Linked DNA regions of Mus musculus: region 1 is linked to region 2. Evidence: chromatin contacts called from public promoter capture Hi-C data. All regions are on one chromosome and are shown on one strand. Each heading gives the region's core, a stretch centred on a gene start, on an enhancer-like site or on the middle of the called end of the contact. The rest is flanking DNA. Distances are from core to core; before and after follow the strand shown. Region 1 holds the start of Ush1g (USH1 protein network component sans). Region 2 overlaps Tmem104 (transmembrane protein 104).

Region 1 (4,833 bases), core at 1,600-4,099, 90 kb after region 2:
TGTGGTAGTCATTGTCCAGGCACCAGATGTTGGCCCCGAAGGAGACGAGGAAGGACAGGCAGTGCAGGTGACCATTGGAAGCTGCCAGATGCAAGGGTGTGTTTCCCCAGATGTCACACTTATCCGGGTCACCCCTGTAGGGACAGCAGATGGAAAGGTAGGATGAGTCCCTTTAGCAAGCCAGACCTGGGGTCTAATTGGAATATTGTGGAGGGGAGGGGGAGGGGGAGAAGGAGGAGAAGGAGGAGGAGATGAAGAAGGGGAAGGAGAAGGAGAAGGAGGAGAAGGAGAAAGAGAAGGAGAAGAAGGAGAAGGAGGAGAAGAAGGAAAAGAAGGCAAACCCCTGGACCTGGAATGTAGCAGCCACTAAAGCGGAAGTTCTTAACCTATGGATCATGACCCTGTATCTCATATTTTACATTATGATTCATAACAGTAGCAAAATTAGTTATGAAGTAACAACAAAATAATTTTATGGTTGGTGATCAACATGGGGAAACTGTATTAAAGAGTCTTAGCATTTAAAGGGTCGTAGCGTTAGGAAGATTGAAAACCACTACCCTAAAATAAACCCATGGGGCTGAGACCTAGATTTCCAGACCAGCAGGCTTGAGTCAACAGATGCTTCAGGATTACCAAAAACTCTGTGTGTGTGTGTGTGTGTGAGAGAGAGAGAGAGAGAGAGAGAGAGAGAGAGAGAGAGAGAGAGAGAGAGAGACAGAGAGACAGAGAGACAGAGAGACAGAAAGACTGAGAGAGCTAACCCACAAAGGGGCGGGGCTACCTAGGAGGCGGGGTGGGGCGGGCCTTCCCCTAGAGAACTGAGGCTGGGAATCTCAGGGGATAAATATTTGATGCGCTGAGAGAAAGGAGTGAATTATTCATGGGCCCTGCGGGGAGCTGGCCCAGAGTGGTGGTGGGCCAGGCCTGAGTCTGGGTCTCTAGGCAGGTGCGGTGGCCTGTGAAGCCACATGTTACAGGGTGACTGTGTCAGAGAACTAGAGGGTGGTGTGTGTGTGTGTACGTTAGGCTTAAGCCTGGGAGAACGTGAGAGGGTGCGCGCTGGTACACAGTGGGCACCGCCATGTCTGCAGGGAGCGGGGCCAGGCCTGGCAATGCCAGTGTTAGAGCAGGTGTCGGGTCTTGGCCTGAGCCAGAAGGGGACTGTGGGGACAGCCAGAACTAGAGAGGAAGAGGGCGGCGACCTGGCCACGCTGCTCTCCCTAGTTCAGGCTGCCCTACGGAGCTTTGCCCCCTCCCTCTCTAATGCCCTCCACATCTGACTCCAGCCCACCCAACTCTGCTGGCTTCCGTGGGAATCTTGCCTCTCTCGGGGTTTAGCACGGGGCCCTGCCCCACACCAATGAGGCCACAAGGCCAGCTCAGGTCTGGGGGAAGAATCACTCCCTTATCTCAACACCGCCCCTCCCCGCAGCTTCCCCCTCTGATTACCAAGTCTCTAGAACCTCAGAGCTTTGGACAGCTCTCTTTCCTTCCATACCTCCCTCCTTGCTCCTGCACGAGACTCCCATGAGCCTCTATGATGGAAGGGGCAGGGGATATAGTAGCAGTGTTTGCCCTCCTGGAGTAGGGCTCTGTCTCAGCTGTACCATTCCACACTGTCCCCACATGCTGCTAGACCGAAGGAGCAGACACAGAAGAAGAGGGGACCATGTCCCTACATATCCAGGGTCCCCTCCAATTCCATGATCAGCACAATCCCTGCCTCTGACCTTGACCCCTAGATAGAGCCTGAGACGTTCACATGAGACCTCTTGAGACATCCTTTTCCTGTCTAGGCCACACCAGTCCTACTAAACTGTTGGTGGGTAGGATATTTCCAGTAATGTGATTTAGTCCCCTTCCCCCACCCCAAACCACTTTAGTGACCCTGAATCTACGTTGCCTGACTCCTCCTCCAGACCCCTGGACTCTGTGCCCACCCTCCCTCCCAGGACAACGCCAGAGAGAGGATGGGGTGGAGGGCAGATGTCCTTTCTACACACTACAGTTCCCCACTCCTGAGTCCTGCAGAGGGGGAGGGATACAGAGAGTTAATCAGTGGCGGAACCAGTGACATTTGGTAGTGTGGACAGTGCCTGTAAACCCCAGAAGAGTGATAGGAAGGCACAGGTCAGGGTGAAGCCCGGTCCGTGGGAGCTAGCGGAGTTGTAGGGACAGCCTTTCTGGCTGCTAGACTGGGAAGTAGGCAGCGAAGGTCTTTCCTTCCTGGCCTCCCCAGTTCAAGGCCCCTGGAGATTTCCCAGCCTTCTCTCTGGTTCCCACCTACCTTTCACTCTTGCTTCCAGGCACCCTCCCCCCCCCAAAGTGTCTGATTTTTGAATACCTCTGCAGCCCCCATCCCATAATCATGGGTCCGATCCCCAAATCGAAGTTCCTCTCCTCTAATCCCTGCATCCAGTCCACAACTGTCACAAGCTCAGTTTATGTCCCTTCCACCTGTGTCTCTCTAAGTACAGCAGGCTGCACGGCCCCACCTTAGGGTCTGTCCGTAGGGGGAAAGGGCAGCTCAGGCAAGAGGGTAAGTGATGCCATGAGGTTTGGGACACCGGGTTCCAGGAAGTTCTTCCTGGTTTTCCTGGCTAGGCAGAGGGCATACTCACCCGCGGCTCACAATGAGGCGCAGAGACTCCAGGTTGCCATGGTAGGCAGCCCAGAGAGTCGGGGTCATGCCATCCTCGTCAGGGGCATTCAGCTCCTTCCGGGTGGCCTCCTTGAGGAGTTCCAGATAGCCATCCCTGGCGGCCCGGTGATACTGGTCATTCATGGCGCCCAAGTTGGACGGGACGGGCAAGGGGCACCGAGAATTGTCCCCGGACGGGGAGGACTGCCGGGTTAGGGCTGAGGCATGAGGTTGAGGGAAGGGGCTGGGCTGGGGCCTGGGCCGCCTGCCCCTGCTGCCGCAGATGGTGGATGCGGAGCGCCAGAGCCGCGACTACAGACGACTACAGACTACCGGGACATCTGAGCTGCACACCGGGGAAGGGAGGGGGGAAATCTCTCACTGCCCAGGGAGCCGCCCAGGAGCTTCCCCTGGGTCCTAAACGCCATGCTCTTCAGCACACAGACGTGACTCAAGTGAAATTCAGTTCTCTCGCTCCAAAAGCGCCCACTCTGGCGTTGCAGCCCTTGAAGCCCAATATAGGGACATTTAATACGGCCTAGACAGAACTCCGGGTGCTGGGTTCCCTGATTTCTTCACCAGTCAAAAGGACAGGTGAAAAGCTGACGAATAATGTGTGAGGGTGGGATGGAGAGGCAATTCTGATCTGGAGGACAGTGGGTCCAGAGGAGCAGGAGGACCCACCGCAAGACCTTCATCCGCAAGCAGGGCGCAGCAGTCCTGCGGTCAGCCTACACTCGTGGGGGGGGGGGGGGTGTCAAACAACAGTTCTCCAGCAGGGGGCGCTAGACGACTGCAGCCCGATTGAGGGCACCGCGTGGGAACCAGACTTTGCAGCATCCAACCAGCATCTCTGGGCAGCAGTAGTAGGGATACAGGAAGACCGAATTCGGATCACTCTGAGGGCAGGTGGGAAAAGAGGAACTGTTGTCCCGATCTCGGGACAGCAAGCAAGATCCAAAATTCCGTCCAGTTCCTGAGCTGCGACGGAGTCTAGGTGCAAGCGGGCAACGGGGGTGGGGGTCAGCTCTGCAGTCTTTGGGTGGGTGTGATCTCTGAGCACCAGGTTACAGTGGGCGCTGGGGGGCAGAGGACCCTCTGTGTACGGCAATATGGGGCCGTGCCCGAACCCTGGCAGCACCAGCGCGACAGGGTAAGGGAATCTTAACAGGTAAATATAAATCTCACCTTATCTGGCTTCCCTAAATTCAGCTCGGAGAAAAGATGGATCATGTGAGTGGGACTGAGAGGTTTATGGAGCCGAACTCTTGTGGCTGTAAATCACTCTGCCCTCTCCGGTATAAAGCACCGGTCCAGCCCGGCGTGGGAGAGAGGAGACGCTTGCTGCCCCTTGACCCCCAACTTGGTGTCGGCTCCCGGTGCAGCCAGGTGCGTGTCCCTGGCCAGGGGACTGTCAGATTTGGGGAGTGGGACTTTGTAAAGGATTCAGCCTAGGGCCGCTTCTTCTTCTCTCTGTACAATATTTCCAGGCCAGGTAGGGAAGGTACAGCTTTCAGATTTTCTCGTTTTCCCCAGTGCTTGGTCCAGCACCCTTAGTCCCCACATTCCGGGGTCCCCAAATCCAGGGATCACATGGGAGGAAAGGAGAGCCCCCTGAGTTGACTTAGAATCCTGTCCTTGCCCCCCCCCCGCCCCGACTTCGGACCTCGCAGTGATCCCTTCAACCTCCTCCAGTCGCCCCCACCATGTCGGAGGAACTGGTCCCGCATCCCAATGAGAGCCTGCCGGGGCCTCGGGCCAGCCCCCGTGAGGTGTGGAAAAAGGGCGGCCGCCTGCTGTCGGTGCTGTTGGCTGTCAACGTGCTGCTGCTCGCCTGCACGCTCATCAGCGGCGGTGCCTTCAACAAGGTGGCGGTGTATGACACGGACGTGTTCGCTCTGCTCACCACCATGATGCTGCTGGCCGCGCTATGGATAGTCTTCTACCTCCTCCGCACCGCTCGCTGTCCAGACGCGGTGCCTTACCGGGATGCTCATGCTGGTCCCATCTGGCTCCGAGGTGCCCTGGGAGATAGGGACGAGAGTGGGGTGGACACGCTGGGGAGCTGCAGTCTGGGACTCGTGGAGGACCTGCAGGGTGTGACTTTGGGGTAGTCAGGTGTGCAGTGCCCTGGGAAGGAAGAGCAAACATGGCGGAGGGCTTCCTGCGGGAGGAGGTCCTAGGGGTTA
Region 2 (4,586 bases), core at 1,705-4,204:
CCCCCTTCTCGTGACCATGGCTAGGTCAGGCTGTGCCCCCACCCCCTACCCTCAGAGGGGACAGGAACACCACTTCTGCCTTGTCAAGGATGTGGTGTTTGGCACAGCCATAAAACCCAGTGGGCCACGGTCGCAGCTACTCCGAGCCTTTGACTCTTAGACTACCAGAGTGAGAAAAGATGCTCCTGTTATCTGAGATAGCTTCCAGCTAACTGATGCCCCCCTCCCCCCCCCGAGTGACAGCACTCTTGTCCTCAGTTAGATGCTGGGGACCTTCCCCCTTAAACTGGGTTAACAGCAGGAACCTGTCCACTTCTGCCATACCAGCCAGCCAGCCACCTCCATCCGGGAAGGAGCCAGGTGCTGTTGCCTCTCCTCTGACTGTCTATTGTGCTTCTGACCTTCTCAGTATAAAAGCTAAAAAGGGGTGGGGCCGGGACATAAGTCAGCACAGTGTCTGTCTAGTATGCATGAAGCCCGGGTTTGGTCCCCAGCACCAGATAAAACCAGATATGGTAGCACGCACCTGTACTCCAGCACTTGGGGAAAGCAGGAGGAGAAAGGGAAGTTCAAGGTCTCGCTTAGCTTCAAGGGCAGCCTTGGCTACACGGGATGAGTGGGAGCCTCCACCCCACTCCCTGGCACAGAGTTCCCTGAGAAGGTTGAGTTGGGTTCCTTCTTCCTAGCTGTCCTCCTTAACCCGCATCAGGACCAGGGCTGCAGGCTGCTGCTGATTCCATGTCGTGCCCCAGCAGGGTGATGCTTCTGCTAAGGGCATTCACACTAACAGTGTCAGGAACAATGCCAAGCTTCTCCTAGCCCCTGACTGCCACGGTGGGAAGGCAGGTCGTCCTCTCAAATAGCCTGCCCTGCCCCAGCTAAAGCAAATTGGTCGTGGGCCAGCCCCCAGCACCTCTCTAATCCCGGAGCCCTGGAGGGCTTGTTGCCTAGCAGTCAGGGTTGACAGGGGTCAAAACACAGTCGGTTCCAAGTCTCTTATATCTTGTCTCATGTGACATGTGAGAGCTCCAGCCAGGGTGCTGATGTTTTTGTGGGCGGGGTTTGGAGAAGGATGTTCTCTGCCCCTACCTACCTATCTCTCCTGCCCAGTACTTTTCACTCCCTGCGGCTGGGTCTGCAAGCCTGGCCCCTGTCCTGCTGGTACTTGCCTGTCCTTGGCCTGGGAAGGGTTCTCTAAGCTCTGGCCTGAAGCTGAGCCCCTTCTCATGTCTTGTCATGCTGGGATGATGGGCAGGAGGGAGTGGGGGCCTGTGGCACATGCTTTGGCCAGATTGATGGAGTCCATAAGAGACAACAGCCCTGATAGTGACAGTTGAACTTCTATATTATTTTTAACAAAGTTTCCATCTAAAGAGAGCAGCTTGGGGCCCAGTGTAGTGGCACACATTTATAAGCCACACACTTGGGAGGAGGAGGCTGGGGGGGTCAGGAGTTCAAGGCCAGCCTTGACTACATAGGAAAGGGAGCTTGAACTCATCAGACCCAGTCTCAGAGAGAGAGGAAGGAGGCTGAGGAAGGAGAGCGAGCCTGCGAGGGAGGGAAGAGCTTAGAGTAAATAAATGTTCCTGTGAGAACTAGAACTGGGTGAGGACAGAGGATCACAGCATGAGGATTCCAGCAGAGCTCCTCATCCCACCAAACCAGCCCACCTTTGCTTCCCTCCGCTCTACCCTCCCCTGCATCGGGACAGACACTGGCTGTGTTAGGGAGATGGCGCAGTGGGTATAAACCACTCTCTGTACGAGCCTGATAGCCTCACTTGGGCCCCCCCCCCAACCCACGTAAAAGCTGGGCACAGTAGCACAGAGGTCTGGCATCTCAGTTCTTATGGGAAATTGGGAGCAAAAGACAGGATCTCCAGAAACTCGGGGTCTATGCAGCAGTAAACAAGCACTGGGCAGCAGATGAAGCCAGAGCTTCAGTATCTAACTTGCTGCCAACATTCACAGGGACAGGCGAGAGTACACGTTACATGTTACACGTTCTCAGCATCTGGGGGTGGCTTACAACCTCCTGTAACTCCAGCTCCAGGGGGATCTAATGCCTCCGCCCCACTGGCACCTACCTGCATGTACGTGTATGTACCCACATGCAGACAGACAGACAACTAAAACTTCAGGAATAAATATTAAAGAAACTAAGTAAGGGTAGGCAGTGGTGACACATGCCTTTAATCTCAGCACTTGGGAGGCAGAGGCAGGGGACAGGGGGCTAGATCTCTCTCAGTTCAAGGCCAGCCTGGTCTACAGAGTGAGTTCTGGGACAACAGAGCTACACAGAGAAACCCTATCTCAAAAAAAAGAGAGAGAGAGAAAGAAAAAAAGGAAGGGAGGAAGAGAGAGAGAGAGAAAGAAAGAAAGAAGGAAGGAAGGAAGGAAGGAAGGAAAGAAAGAAAGAAAGAAAGAAAGAAAGAAAGAAAGAAAGAAAGAAAGAAAGAAAGAAAGAAAGAAAGAAAGAGAGAGAAAAGAAAGAAGAAAGAAAAGACTCAAGGCCGGCACCAGGTATATAATATTTGAGTTCCTGTCTCAAAGCTGCTATTCCTCCATGGGAACTGCTATCCTGCCTCCTACAGGGCAGAAAAGCTCCAGGTCTACCCTGGGCCTCCTGGGGCCTCCTAGCATCTCCTGAGTGCTGCGGGGCAGGAGGCAGTGGTCCTGAGGGTCTGTGACCTCCATGGGCGCCTGAGCAGAGAGCAGCTAGAAAGGATCCCACACTTGTCTCTTGCTAGCGACACTTCGACACTTCGGCTGTCTTCACTGCCTTCACGGAGACCCTTGGACTCAAATGCCGGGAGTCTCTCAGGCACACTGCTGTGGGTGACAGAGCACAAGGCAGTCATTTTTCTCCATGAGAGACTCAGTCAGACCTTTGAACTTAGAAGACTGGGCCTCCCAGTGACAGAGCCGCCCAGGAAAAGGAAAATTGCTGTTAAGTAGCTAAACCACAGTGAGCGTGGTTAAGCTCCCAGCTGGGGCAGAGGAAGTGCCGCCAGGGTGGCTCTTCTCAGCGAGAGCGAGAAGCAAGAGCGGGCATTTTCCTTCACCTAACCCCAGGTCTTGCTCTGAGGAGAACCAGGCAACAGAATCCCCCAGAAGTCCCCAAAGCCACACCAAACAGCAGGGACCTCAGTCTACCAAACCAAGCCCAGGCCACAGTAAGGGAGTCTCTCCCCTGGGGTTTTTCTAGAACTCCCTTCAGGCAGTGATCTCAGAGGTCCTCGGGAGCCTCTGCCAAGATGTCTGTGAGAAGCAGCTGCGTTGGTGCGGCCCCACAAGGCCGGCCTCCCCTCCCTCCTTCCCACACTTGGCCATCACCCACTCCCTCTCTCCCCTCTCCCCAAATGAGGGCTGTTCCTTTTCAAGAGCTGAGCAGGGAGCTCTGGGAGGCAGTAAGCTGGCCCAGGTTCCAGAAGACAGGAGAAAGAATGGGCACCAAAGGGACCGGAAAATCGTGAATAACTGTGCTGAGCCGGAAGGTTTCTTGCGCTTAATTAGGAATTTGTTCTGCCATCTGTTGAGATGAAGCCGGGGTTGATCTTGGGCCCCCAGAGTTGTGCCCGGGAGCCTCAGGTAGATCTCTCTGAGGACTTTTCTTCTACCCTCCCCTCACTTCAATAGTGGCCTAGGTCTCCTTGAAGGCTTAGGTGGCCTTTACAAATAGCCAGTTGTCCAGGGAAATGTCAAGATATAGGTGACAAATACCACCGTGGATTCGTTGCTTATGCCATACTGGCTGATTTGAGGAGAGCTCTGATTTGTCTGTTTTTAACGTGTGTGGCTGTTTTGCCTGCGTGTGTATGTATGTGCACCATGTAAGGGCCTGGCTCCAGAGGGTATGAGAAAACCATCAGATCCTCTGGGACTGGAGTTACAGACAGTTGTTATCAGCCATGTGGATGCTGGGAAGCAAACCTGGCTCCTCAGTAGTAAGTGCCCTTAACAGCTGAGCCATTACTTCAGCCCTGAGGGCACTTAGGTAGTAAATGCCTCTGAGTTCACCAGGACAGGAAGACTCTACTGTCCAGTAAGGGAGGGCATCCTCCAGGCCAGCATACACCTCCCTGCCAGCCTCTGGTCTTCCAGTTGGCTCTCCTAGGTAGCCATCACAGACTGTCCCTAAGGTGGCCCACTGAGCACAGACCAGGCTTCTGTCCTCTGCCGCCTGCTTCTGTGCTGTGGCAAGGAAGAGTTTCCTTGAGAGACTGTGAAGGATACAGTGAGGCTGAGTAGAAGGTGCTCCTTAGAGCTATGCTTAGCACCTGCTCAGCACTGAGGCAGGGGCATCACCCTTATTGCCAGCTGTCCCAGAATGAACCTCCCTTGGGACTGGCTGTGAGGTCAGGGACGTTACCTCAGCCATGTTCAAAAACAAACTGCTGTGCCCAGGATCAGCACAGCAATCTCTTCTACCCCCTCGCCACACACCCATCTGGGGACCCTGCGCTCCAGCCTGTACCCCACTCCCACCAGAGAGAGATGAGCAGACTCGTTCTTGTTGTTGGGGCACGGGGGATTATCTTTAGTCTCAGCTGTCAGTGAGCATCAGGTGGCCCAGGGACACGAGTC

Evidence for each region. Promoter capture Hi-C pulls out the DNA fragments that hold promoters and counts their contacts.
Region 1: a promoter capture Hi-C map of hematopoietic stem and progenitor cells shows a contact between it and region 2, with 2.3 times the contacts expected there. The contact joins the promoter of Ush1g here to the enhancer-like site in region 2. A contact is called at or near these places in 4 of 39 promoter capture datasets (3T3-L1-derived adipocytes, cranial neural crest, hematopoietic stem and progenitor cells and 1 more), 2 of 115 datasets of contacts at active chromatin or transcription factors (the HPC-7 cell line and embryonic stem cells) and 1 of 9 other capture datasets (adipose tissue).

The regions. Positions count from the first base shown.
Region 1 is chr11:115,319,069-115,323,901 of GRCm38.p6, forward strand. Ush1g (USH1 protein network component sans) reads right to left here and starts at 2,850. Exons shown (of 3, transcript NM_176847.3): 1 at 2,625-2,850; 2 at 1-134. The coding sequence starts at 2,788. Otop2 (otopetrin 2) reads left to right here and starts at 3,462. Exons shown (of 8, transcript NM_001362400.1): 1 at 3,462-3,553; 2 at 3,857-4,033; 3 at 4,318-4,663. The coding sequence starts at 4,351.
Region 2 is chr11:115,228,762-115,233,347 of GRCm38.p6, forward strand. The region is part of intron 9 of Tmem104 (transmembrane protein 104); the gene reads left to right. Among named protein-coding and RNA genes, the nearest start is that of Grin2c, 36 kb to the right of the region's middle. Within about 2 kb of position 2,955, at least 112 of the 459 cell types and tissues checked have an H3K27ac peak or open chromatin away from gene starts, as enhancers often do. A contact at or near this core is called in the HPC-7 cell line and hematopoietic stem and progenitor cells, where this site is marked.